Regions from separate parts of the Capsicum annuum genome. Here region 2 is linked to region 1. Evidence: chromatin contacts called from public Hi-C data. All regions are on one chromosome and are shown on one strand. Each heading gives the region's core, a stretch centred on a gene start, on an enhancer-like site or on the middle of the called end of the contact. The rest is flanking DNA. Distances are from core to core; before and after follow the strand shown.

Region 1 (2,790 bases), core at 154-2,653:
ATTAATGTGATACAATAAAGAATAATTTATTATTTTAAACTATTAAGATAATATTTCTAATGATTTATTTTCTAAAAATATTTCGCGCATCGCGCAAGTACCTATACTAGTATAATTAATTTAAGAATAAATCTATTCTTACACTTGATGTTATATTATCCACCCAGAAGATGGAATAAATTTGTCTATGATTATAATCCTAGGATAAATTTGTCTGCAAACCAAATGAGCACGGAACTAGCGAATATTATTTTGGACACGTTACAATCAATAATTTTCGAGGGGTCAAAATCTTTTGGATGGTAAAAATGAATTTCCATAATTGGACTTGCTTTGTTCACCGAAAGAAAGCAAGTGAAAAAACGAATCTACTGTTTGATTGGTGTTATGTCAAATCTTCATAATTGAACCCCTATTTATTGAAACAAGAAAATGATTTTAGTCCTTTTTCTTGTTCTTTTTGGTTTTGGATAAAGAAATGCTGAGTTGATAGGTTTATTTTATGAACTTTATTTCTTTAAAACAATTTTGGCATTTCATTGATTTCGAAAATTGACAATCAGGTTGAAAGGAAGTATTAAGCACACAATATTGTGAAGCCATGTATTTGGAGAAGGAAAATGCTAAAAAGGAAAAGTAGATACCTTAAAAATTCAAATTGATAAAGAAAATTCCTAATTTTTAATTTATTTTAATATATTCAGTATGTAATTATATATATAAAAAAAAAACTAGATAAATATTAGGAAATGTGAGGCTAGGGGCAGGAGTATGAGCCTATGAGATGGTGAGATAATGGCTATTGAAGATGAGGTGTGTTGGAGGAACAATCAATGTGAAATGTCAATTATACAATTTGTTTTCCTTATTTCCACTAGAAAAGCTTTTCCTAAAAAAAATATTTTCCAAAGAATTTAACCAATAATAATAAAAAATTGAAAAACACCAAACACACTTTTAGGGGGGCCGTACTGTTGGTTAGATGTATGCGGTCGTTAGTAATATAGAGTTTGAATACAATCTTTTCAAATTTGATCCAAAATCTATCCAAATGCCAACTTAGGACAACAATTTTGTCCAATAAGTGAAAGGAAATGGTTAGGTTTTCTATAGTCGTACAATATTTATTTTATTCATTGAGTTTTATCTCCCCGTGTCCAAATTCGATGACTCAATAGGTTAGGTAGCTGGATGATAATAGCTCATTTGCTTCCCAAAGCTTGCAAGAGAACAACCATACAATAAAATCGAGCTTGCGAAAAAGATGGCATTTGAAAAATGTTGGATGAACGATATCTATAAAAATCAACAACTTATATGTTCCATTACTAAACATAACTAATCCTCCGTATGAGTTATAATAAATTTGAATGATGTGTCAACTTCAAAGTTGCTGGCAGGGTATGCAATTAATACTAGTGTGTATTATTCTTTAAGACTTGATGGTTTGGGAGGAGTATGGGCTTCTGATGCATTGCCCAATTTGTCAAAGGTTTAACTTGTTTTCATTATAAAAGGTACACAACTTTTTCAATCTAACTTAATTACCATTCAAACTCTTTAGTTACTTGAAGGACCACACAAAACCTAGCTTGGTCATTTTCTACTGGAAAATAATTGAACTAGATATTTGAAGTTGGTACTTTTTTACTTTTTTCTTAATAATCGTGGTATCCAAGTCTACTGTACCAAATATTAAAAGATCATTTAATCTATAGAAATCTACTCTAGGATGCACAAAATTTAACACACATATATACCGTAAGGACTCGTTTGGTAGAGTGTATAATATAATATTAAATATATTGTATTAATAATACTGGAATTAGTTGTGCAGGGATTAGTAATACTGGGATTATTTTTTATGCATTGTTTGGTTTGATGCATTGAAAGTAATATGTATTGTTATATTTTAAAAAGAATATTGTTTGTTTACAAAAATACCCTCGACATATTATAACTTTGTGTATTTTTTTTTGCAAAAGTTTATTATTCTTTTTTTAGGATAAAAAAAGTTAACAATATAACTAATTATTTACTTTAGAATTTTAAGATTTAATCATTCACTTACAAAAATTATTTTTTTATTATCTTTTCTTTGTTTGTTCATTATTTGCTTGTTGTTCCCACTTTGTGTTACTTTTAAGTTGGGGGAGATACGTATAATTTTTGGATGAGACAATAAAATCATTATTAAAATAAAATTGTATTCTATAGTGTGTTAAAACTAAGTAGAAAAATTGTTTTAATTTATGAATATTCTATTTACAAAATTAAAGTTTGTATGCAATTTGTTTTCGGATTTTGACCAATAAATATTTTTTTGAGTTAATGGAGCAGTTTTTTATAACTAAAATTATTTGGAGGGATATTATTATTTTGATAAATTTAAAAGAAGTAACTGATATTGAATAAATTGAAAAAGATTAAGAAAAAAATTAAAGAAATTTGAGGACATTTTTGTAAATAATAATAAAATTTGTAAAATAATTTATTTGAATAAATTTATTAGTAAAAATATAAAAAATAAAATTAAAAAAATAAAATAATATTTAAAAGAATTTAAGGGATATTCTTGTCTTTACACATGCTAATCTCGTGGTATTAAAACCCATGTATTACTAATACCACCATATGTGATGTATTAGTAATACACCCTATAATACCATGTAGCGTGTATAATTAATGCATGGTATTAGTAATACATTGATCCAAAATCCTACCAAACATAATATTAATTAATACCACACTTAATACATGGACTATTTCTCCTAATACGGCCTACCAAAC
Region 2 (2,790 bases), core at 114-2,613, 140 kb before region 1:
AGTAACATTCAGACCAGGGGCCAGTGTCTCTAGTGATGATACATCAGGCAAGAAAGCCAATTCCATAAAAGTATACCTCTTCGGCATTATGTGAAGCCTTACAGTTCTTTCAAGCAACGGTGAAGGAGAAGATAAAAATCCCAAATTCGGAGGAGCAAAGATTGTTACAGAACTCAAATTAGCAGAATCTTGAATCACCCCATCAAGAACAGAATGCAACTCAATTGCAAACGAAACGAATCCATTCGAGCTCAGCAATTTAATGATTCTTGGCCAATCAACCAACTTCTTCGTAGTATCATTAGCACTTCCATTCGAAATTTCTTCACAAATTGGTGATTGAATAACATCCCGATGTTCATCCATTCTACGAAAATCCAACGCAGAAAAGACCCCGTTAACTCCCTGAATCGAAAGATTTCCTTCAAGAAACACATCAGGATGAGAAACAATCACATTATTAATCTCAACAACCCTCTGTTTTTCATCAACTTTCGTAATGGCAATCTTTTTTCGAGACAAAAGGGTCGTTACACAAGTACCATAGGACATTTTCATCAGTTCTTGAAACGCGATTTTCGTAGGGGAAGTATGATACTCCAAGAGCTGCTTCATTGCCCAAGAAGGAACAGAGAGGTTAGAAATAGCAGAATCTTGGATCGCAAAAATGGTTGAATGAGGAATGGAAAGGAAAATCTCCGGAGAGATTTGGAGAAGAGTAGCTAAGATATTGAACCCGTGATTTCGAAGAGCTTTAGAAGCGTTGGTGGTGAGTTCGTGTTTGTTGAAATGGTGAGATGAATCTGAGTGATTGTTGTTGGTTGATTTGGAGTGCATTGTGGAGGTTATTGCTGTGTATGCGAGGAGTATGGAGAGGAGTACGAAGAATACAGCGTCGCAACCAGAATTAGCCATTCGTAATTACAGTTGTGTTTTTGTTTTTCTGATTTTGTGTTTTGTGAAGATGAAGATGGAGAAGAAAGTTGGTTGAAGCAGAGAAAAAGAGAGTGGAATTTTCCCTCCTAATTACTACAAATAATGAGACTTACGCGTAACTGCTTATGTCAGTAAGAATAAAGAAATTATTTCTGCATTTTTTTTACTACAAATATTCTTTGATATTTCAAGTATTAAAGTTTATTATATACAATTATAAATACATAAGATCATATATCTAGTGATGGAGCCACATGCAACGAACTGGGAAATCGTTAGAAACTTATAAATATACAGAATAAAATATGTATAAAATTTTATGAGTTCTAAGAGATCTTACGGAAGAGAAAAATTACACACAGGATGTGTTTGAAATGGAGAAATTTTAATTTAATGTTTTATGTTTAATTGGTTAAAATTTTTGATAAAATTTTTTTTTTATTTTCTCATATTTGATTGGTTAGATTTTTTGATAAAACATTCTTCCATGACGAGGAAAATAAGTTTCTTGAACTGAGTAGTAGTTCACATAAAATGATTAATCTTCCAGTGACCCTGCATATACTAAAAGAAAAAAAAAATGATACTGACCAACTTTTGAGGGTCTTTATTGTTCGTTCAATAATAGTACTTCCTATACAGACTTATGACTTGTCCCAATTAAGTACGACTTCATAATGGCATAACAAAAGTTTTCAATATTTTTTTTAAAGATACATGACAATTGATGTTGCAACGTTCCAAAAAATAAATATTTTGCTGAAATTTTTTGACAAGGTCGGTGAGACCTGTGTTGGGATTGCAATTCTTCATCTGCAACGGTAGCAATAAATAAATTAAAAAGCCTCGACATAAATATTGTAAAAACGCGTACATGGATCCATTTTTCTTTTTCCCTCACTATTCACTAGGCGGGCCCCTATTTGTAATAATTTAATTTTAAAAATTTTGTTTATTCACCGATAATAAGATAATCTATAACCACACAAAATACCTAAAGCTTGTTTTAATTATAATTTAATAAGTTCTTCTTTCTTTTAAAATTTCATGCTCGCTTGAATAGATAGAAATAGAATTGAGCGAGTAATCTTTAACACTTAATTGAAATTACACTCAACTTCAGTTTACCATTGTCTTTTTCATGTAAAAGATAAAACAATTTAGTGTACTAAAATTTTCGCTGTGTGCAGAATTTGAAAAAAACTCGATCACAAGAATTCATTGTATATATTTTTACCTTGCATTTGTGTCATCGGCTGTTTCCAAAACTTGAACATGTGACTTCTTGATCGCATATCACTTTCTGGAAAATAAGGGAAAGTTCTTTTCTTTTTTCTAGCAACTTATTTTATGAAAATTGATTGTATTGGTTGTCAAATAAGATTTTAGACCAACTGATCCCACCCAGTTTTGGCAACATTGCTTAGGAAAGGGCGATGAGCCTTTCATGTGTTATTTTCTTCTATGTAATGACTGCTTTAATCTCAAAGTAAGAAAACAACAAACAAAAGGCTTCCATTTTCTTAAATGTTAGTTCCTGGCATTCTTCGAGAACATAGCTCCAATTGGAAATCAAATTTAAAGAGAAAAAATAAAAGGAAATGGAAGAAAAGAACAATTTTCCTTCAAATAAAAAACATTAGACAGTCCATTAACTACTTACACTTAAATTAAGGCGCAGTTCGCGGGAATACATGATTATATTCAGTCCAGTATAGTATTAAGTAATTATATATTCTAACTACTCATTTCTAATTCATACAGAGAAATTGACAAATTACTTATTTCTAATTTATACAGAAATTGACTAATTTAGCTCCAAACATCCTCAACCGTAAGTAATTAATTACCATG

Evidence for each region. A called contact is a pair of places that touch in the nucleus more often than the background predicts.
Region 2: a Hi-C map of leaf shows a contact between it and region 1, with 1.9 times the contacts expected there. The contact joins the promoter of LOC107877274 here to the enhancer-like site in region 1. A contact is called at or near these places in 2 of 5 Hi-C or Micro-C datasets (both in leaf).

The regions. Positions count from the first base shown.
Region 1 is chr7:195,769,039-195,771,828 of UCD10Xv1.1, reverse strand. No RefSeq gene overlaps it. Among protein-coding and RNA genes, the nearest start is that of LOC107878276, 56 kb to the left of the region's middle. Within about 2 kb of position 1,403, at least 2 of the 5 cell types and tissues checked have an H3K27ac peak or open chromatin away from gene starts, as enhancers often do. A contact at or near this core is called in leaf, where this site is marked.
Region 2 is chr7:195,907,045-195,909,834 of UCD10Xv1.1, reverse strand. It overlaps LOC107877274 (fasciclin-like arabinogalactan protein 21), which reads right to left and starts at 1,363. Exons shown (of 1, transcript XM_016723957.2): 1 at 1-1,363. The coding sequence starts at 915. It overlaps LOC107878277, which reads right to left. Exons shown (of 1, transcript XM_016725208.2): 1 at 2,561-2,790.